2 separate regions of the Rattus norvegicus genome follow, and region 1 is linked to region 2. The links are chromatin contacts, called in public Hi-C maps. All regions are on one chromosome and are shown on one strand. The core of a region is the stretch at or near the end of the contact, and the rest is flanking DNA. Distances in the headings are between cores, read along the strand shown.

What was found. Hi-C and Micro-C count contacts between places; a contact is called where the count stands out from the background.
Region 1: a contact with region 2 is called in a Hi-C map of frontal cortex, with 2.6 times the contacts expected there. The contact joins the promoter of Hdgfl3 here to the promoter of C1h15orf40 in region 2. A contact is called at or near these places in 1 of 12 Hi-C or Micro-C datasets (frontal cortex) and 1 of 1 datasets of contacts at active chromatin or transcription factors (oligodendrocytes).

What each region holds. Positions count from the first base shown.
Region 1 is chr1:145,284,003-145,287,470 of GRCr8, forward strand. Hdgfl3 (HDGF like 3) reads right to left here and starts at 1,923. Exons shown (of 6, transcript NM_145785.2): 1 at 1,717-1,923. The coding sequence starts at 1,800.
Region 2 is chr1:145,139,619-145,143,183 of GRCr8, forward strand. It overlaps C1h15orf40 (similar to human chromosome 15 open reading frame 40), which reads right to left and starts at 1,629. Exons shown (of 4, transcript NM_001024749.2): 1 at 1,505-1,629; 2 at 443-569. The coding sequence starts at 1,534.

The sequences.
Region 1 (3,468 bases), core at 673-3,172, 140 kb after region 2:
GAATTAAACCTTCTAGGAATTTTTTTTGTTCAACTAGCAATACTTCGGTAGCAGTTTTGTTTCACTAATGACCACAGGTGGTCAACCTGTGAGAGCAATATGTTAATGAGATTGTATTTCCCTTCTGACTCTCAGAATGGCAAGATTCTATGGCCTGACTGTGACCTTTCACTTTTGAGTATATACACACAACCTCACAGAGCCATTTATTTACTTGACACAGGGACTCCCTAAAGACCCCTAAAGTTGCAAATCTTGCCCTTTAAGTATTATATACAATTTTGTAAGATTAGAACAAACAAAACCGTAACAACCCGTACTTCTACTCTGAAACCTTGCCTTATTTAAGAACTTGAAGTTTATACATGAAGAACTTATCACAGCCAAGTGGAGTCTGAGTAAGACTGTTTTTTCCTCCCGATGCCTGAGGTTGTTAGTGTTGGAAGGAATCCTAGAGATGATTATTTTAAAGTTACAGAAATGGATGTGCAGGCAGTTAAAATGATTAGTTCCTAACAGTGCCTGAACCACTCTCCAGATCCCCTAAATTCCTGGCCCTATGTCCTTTCCATTTTTAAATCATGCCAAAACAAACGATTTCAAAATGATTATGTCTACCCATTACCTCAACTTCACCGAGTTTCAGCCTGCCCCTCTTGATGTCACTTCCTTGTGCGAATGGGTGTATTTTCCCCTTGGTCATGTTATCTTCACTTCATTACCACACAACACATGAGTTCCCGCTTTCTGTCAGCTTTTCCCTTGACCATTTTTGTTCCTCAAGAATACCAACATTGTCTCCAAACTGCCTTAACTATCTTTTAACTATATTTATTTCAGTCAGTCAACTGCCAACTATTAAATTTAAACAAATTAAAGGTAAAAGTGATTGATTTTTTTTTCCAACATAAAGTGCGCACACATGGTAATGCTTCTTCCTCAGTCAGGGAGCATAATAAAAATACTGAATGCTGTGTATTAAATGCAGATGCTTTCTAGAGAAAACCTAGGGACAGCCTCGCTATTTAGGAAGAAGAGAGCTGTCGTGGGTTTGGTTGGAGGCCAAGAATAAGGTTCGGAAACCGACCTAAAACAAATATGGAGGTGAAAAGGCACAAGGAGCTCCTTGAACTCACCAGTCGGTGACAGGCTATTTGCTGTCAGTTTCTAAGAACCAGGGCACCAGGGAGGCAATGGACAATGAGAGGGCAGGTGGGGCACAGGCAATCGATCCCAGGGAACACTCAACAAGTCTGGAAGATGAAGGATGCTCTGAGATCGAAGATAGCTGCCACGAGGCTGCCGCTGGCCTCGGCACGACTAACCCCTTTCTAGGACTGACCGTCACCGGCTCTAGCCGGCTGGGGAGCAGCCTTTCGCTTTCCTACTTGCCTCGACGTTCGCCCCGGACTAGGGCGTCTACCCAGGACAGTGCTGGGAGCCGGCGCCTCCACCCCGGGCCCGCTTCCCAGTCACCTTCTTGGAAGTCGGCGACGTCGGGCCTGTCCGGCCGGACCCGCCTTCGAACGTGGGCGTCAGGATGGCCGCCGAGCCGGTGAGGGCGCAGCCCGGGACCTTCACCTCGGCTCGGAGCCCGGTGCGCAGCCCAGCCGCGAGGCGGGCTCGAGCCGAGGTGATGGGGAAAGGGGGCGGGCGCGCCATCATGAAGGGAAAATGGTGGGCGGGCGGGCCCGCGCGCGCGGCCGCCGTACTCACCCGGGCGGGCCAGTGCGGGTAGCCCTTCATTTTGGCGAAGACCAGGTCTCCCGCTTTGTACTCGCGGGGCCGCGGACGCGCCATCCCGTTGGTTCCCCTGCCCGCTGGTCCTTGGTCGCCGCGAAGATGCCGGGAGGCCGCCCCTCCGCGGGACGACGGACCGCGCCGCGCTTCCCGCGGGCCTCGAGCCGGGCGCTCGAGCGGCCGCTCCGACGAGGGAGAGCAGCGAGGCAGAGGCCGAGGCAAGCGGTGGGCGGGGGGCACCGCAGGCCTGGCAGATCCCCGCCCGGCTGCGGGGGAGGGGAGCCCGTGTCCGGCCGCGCCGAGTCCCGCCGCCGCCGCTACCACCGCGCGCTGCTCACAGGAGCCGCGTCGCCAGCCTCATGCAGCCGCCGCCTCCCCGCCGAGCTTCTGGGTTCCGTGCGAGCTCCGGGCCTCGCGCCTCCTCCGAATTCCTCCTCGGGCAGCGACCGCAAACACGATCTTATTATTGTTCTCGCGCGCGCTCAGCATTCCCCCCTCCACCCCTCGCCCGCCCCGCTTCCCTCCCCTCGCGCGCCGGCCGGTTAATTCCTAGGTGCACGGCCGGCTTTCTCGGAGAAACCACGCGCGCCGCCTGCCTTGCTCCGCCGGCTGCTAGTGGGCGCGTCCTCCCGCAGCAGCGAAGCCGGTGCCCGGCGGGTGGGAGCGCCTACTCCGAGGACGCCCGCCGCCTGCTCTCTTTTGTTCTTGGCCGGGAGCTGCCTGGCTAGCCCAGCCAATCACCACCCGGCCGCCCCTCTTTCCCCTCCTGCTCGCGCCCACCCCCCACGGACTGCACCCCCCTTCTGGCTGCCCCCCACCCGCGGGTCACTTCCGCGGATGCTCTCTGGTGAGTGGGAGGGACAAAGGCGCCCCCGGCATGGGGGATAGCTGAACTGGGGACTCGCTGCCTGGTCAGTAGGCAGATGGAAAGAACAAGCGACCTCCTTAGGTTCTTGCCCCAGGTCTGCCTTAACAATGCAACGTGACCCACCTAAGGCGAGCTACTTCATTGGAGTCAAGACCGGTTCTCACAGACAGGATGGCACAGTTGGGTTTCGAACATGGATGGACCTATATGGTTCAGTGCCCATAGCCTAAGTCATGCTTCTCTGTGTGGGGGCTTCATGGGCCAATAATTTTGGGGCAAAGGACTTGCCCTGACAAGTCAAGTCAGTTGTTTGCGATTCTGCTAACATGCTGGACAGCAGCTTCTGGAGATTTCTTTATACAGGTCAGTAGGTCTAGAACCAACGTGTGCATTCACAGTTGTTTTATTTGGATTTCAACTGGCTGCTTTGAAAAAGACATTTTGGGAGTGAGAATCTTTATAGCATTCTCCTTTGTGAGAGGTAAATAAAATAACTTGCTCTTTTCTGAATCTGCCCGTGAACAAGTGAATGCTGCCTCTTCCATCCCTGTGAACTTGCCTTTAAAATGTCCGCTGGTACTGCACCTAGTTTAGAAGACAGCTCTCTTTTGTAAATTACCCTCTGCCATTTCTCCCCTCTACAGAAAGTGGATTTTCCAAGTATCTGCCTCACTCGTGCTGGAGAACTGCTTTTTAACATAGCCGTTCCGTCCAGTGACCGGGTATAGAGTCCTCTTCCTGAGAGGCATTTACTTTGTTCACGGTACTTGGCGGTTTCTTTTTGCATCCCAAATTTCACCTGCACCCACCTCCTCACCTTTCCTGTAGGCTCACCTTCTCTCCTTTCGGGCAAAGTTAGT
Region 2 (3,565 bases), core at 379-2,878:
ATCTAAGCTATACATAGATTTCCTAATGTGTCTTTCCTTCCTAAATATTTTGTTGTTTAGAGACAGGGTCTTATTTGTATTCTAGCTGACCTCCTGCCTCAGTTCCTAAGTACTTGTGAATTACTGATACACACACACACACTCACACACACCAGGCCCATCTCCAAAACACCACATTTTTAAAAAGGAAAAGATATAGAGAGTCTATCTGATTTGGTATTAAATATTGTACATTTTTTTTCTTTCTTTTTTTTTTTTTTTTTACATTTTCTTTCAAATACCTTTATATGAGACTATAGAATGTTTAAGTGGAGACGTTTCCAAATGCAGATATAAAAATACTATTACAGTTACAGGATAAACTTTTAGATAACAAGTCAAAAAGAAGATAAAAGAAACTGCTTGGTCCACATACAAATCCCACCCAGTGCTCAGACTGTACCTGTCACAGCATTCTGTTTGGAGCCGGGTTTGGCATGGATGGCTATGGTGACAAAGCCTTTAGAATCAGTTGCTACAGGCCCTGTAGGGGGAGGTGGTGTCTCTGGTTCCTTGGTTTGGTTTTTACCCTAAAATGACAACACACAATTTTATAGGTAACAAAATGCTTCACTTATTTTGACCCATCACTACCCTCATCTTCACTAAACTGGGCCCACTACCCAGGGGCTTGCAGCCAAGGTGCTTGTCCCACGTTCCTCCACAGTCCAACCCACTTCTCTCCAACCACCAGTGTTTGCACTGCCCTGCAAGACCTGGCCCTGGTCCACACCTTTCTCCTTAGACTGCTTTCCCTGGTTGGCTTATAATTCACTTTCCCTACAAGCAGAGACTATTAATTACTTACATTTGTCAAAGCTTTTAGAGTGTGTGAGTGTGTGTGTGTGTGTGTACGTATGTGTACGTGTGCGCAGGGAGTGTGTCCTGTTTAGATCTCTTTGCTAGCTTAGGACTTGTTCCCTAGTCTCTTTATAGTTTCTATTCCTCTAGAGAAGGGCCATTTGTTAGTCATCTTTATAACCAATGCATCCCACAGCTCAGAGTGGGTTTAGGGTCTATTGCCGAAAGAACAATGACTGGCATTTTAATGCCATCTAACAACTTAGGCAATATACAGACAGTGGGTATGAAGAGGAATAAGGATCCATACTCCGTGTCTTCAAGGTGCTGGGATCACAGCGACAGAGAACAGGAAATATTAGGGGAGGGAGTGCAGTCTCCTTGACAGAAGGAAGTGATCTGCCACCTTTGGGAGGCTATTGGGGGTCAGAACTCATAGCCTGCCGGGAAGTGTAACCCTCAGAGTGCGGGAGCAAAGACGGAGGTCAGCGGGTGCGTAGAGGAGCCTACTCCTCCAATGTTCCTTAGGCGAGCTAATGTGCGACTTAGAAAGTCTCAGACCTGGACCCGAAGGGAGGTCTTCCGCCCGCCAGGCGCTCCTTCTGTTCCCCGCCAGTGTAGCCCCGTGGCCCACCCTCTCCACATCACGGGACTTGCAACTGGCCTTGCTTGTTGCACCGGCTTTCTTAGGCATTGTGGAACCACACAGGAGTCTAGTAGAGGCCAAGCACAGCGACCTACAAGGAGCTTCAGCATCACAACTTCGCAGGCGCCACGGAAGGCGGCAGCATGGCGGAAGAGTCCTATGCGCCTGCGCTCGTCAAGGGCGGAAGTGGTATGCGCGTCAGTCCGCACCTAAGAGCGCCACCTCGCCTCGAGATGGCGCTGTTTTCATTCCTTTGCAACCTGCCAGCCTCGGGGTGTGATCCATTGGTGAGCCATCTTTGTCACCAGAGGGAAAGCCACCTATCCTCAGGATTGGCAAGAGCTGCGAGCCTCGGTGCTCGCCTACCCAACGCGGTACCAAAGCAATTCGCACTGGGCAGTGTGAGAGTAAGAGATCCATTGTGGAGTGGGATACAATCGCTCGTGAAACTGGAGCAGAGGCAAATCAATGCAAGTGCTAAAGTTAGGGACTGGCCTTGTCCAATTAGGTTAGAATCTGTACAGTATATGCCCAGAGGTAGGAAGATCTGTCACCTAAATGGGAGATGGCTTGTAACCATTTTGAGGATCGTTGGGACCTGAATGACCTCAGATCGGGGGGAAGATCATCTGATGATGCCCAAGTCTAGGGCTAGCAAACAGGTTTGGGTGTCCGAGAGGAGATTTTTTAGGGTACATTAAGTTTAAAATGATTGGAGACATCCAAGTGGAATAATTAAAGAGCAACCTGAATACACAACCGAAACTCAGACCTGTACCAGTGAGGGGGTGTGGGTGAGGGTGAAGGGGAGAGGGGAGGAGAGGAGGGAGAGAGTATGACGAATGTCAAAGGGTTGCAGTGTTCAAATTCAGGAACAGGTGGGACTGGAATGTGAGTGCTGCAAACAGCCACTAAAGGTTGGGATCAGAATGAGATCTCAGCTCACTCTCCTAGAGACACCACTTCTATATGACAAACTATGTGGTGTGGTTGTAAGAAAGTGGGTAAAGCCTACTAAATTGAAACACTAGGGATGCTGAGACCAGCTTTAGGCTCAGGCAGAATGATCAGGTGTTACATACTACATCCAGCATGTGGCTGGATGGGTAAAGGAGAGGGAAGAAATGTCCCCTAAGGAGCCCTTCAGCCTTCTCCACAGGTACCTCCAGAGTATAAAAACTTCAACACTAGCTAGAAAGAACAGGGGCCTTTCTCAGGTCAATCTGTCACACAGCCACCTGTCCCATTGGAAAGAATAGGGTCTGTGATCCAAATGGCAGAAACCCAATGTAATATTAGTTTTTAAAAAATCTTAAAACTTGATCTTAGATTTGCCAAGGAGTTAAGGATTGTTTTGTTTGGCAGGTAGGAAGAATAAATAAATGCTGTGGTTCCCTCTTAGTTTTTGAATGTGAGGACAAGAACAGACAGAAGGCTGAGGAAGGGACTGGCATAAGGGGTGGGGGCAGTGATGCCTAGTACTATAAGCATTTGTTCCTTTGAAAGTGTACGTCTTCCGAAAACTTCATGTTGCCCTAAACTACAGTGTTTGAAAGTGCAACTATTCCATCTCAGATTGTTGGGTAGATACTGAAACAGCAATGTTTAAATGAATACTTTCTAAATGTATTGCTATTCTACAGTAGGTATAGGCTAGTGAAAGTAATATACTATATAACTATGTCTTAATAGTATATAATAGTCAATGGTCTTTTGCTGAGAAGAGACACTATAACCAAGGCAACTCTTATAAAGGAAACATTTAATTGGGGCTGGCTTACAGTTCAAAGGTCTAGTCCATTATCATCATGGTGGGAAGCATGGTGGTGTGTATGGCTTACAGTTCAGAGGTCTAGTCCATTATCGTCATGGTGGGAAGCATGGTGGTGTGTATGCAAAGGCCACAACTTCTAAGGGCCATGGGGGTCATTTTCATTCGAACCACCACACAGGACAACTGCTGTGCCTCTAAGTTGCTCCCTGTCCAACTCTGTCAATATTAGTAAAATTAGAAGTGCATAAAAGCTAACCCTTAACTGGAACTTTTATTCCAAAGTAGTATCTCATTCAAGTTTTAGA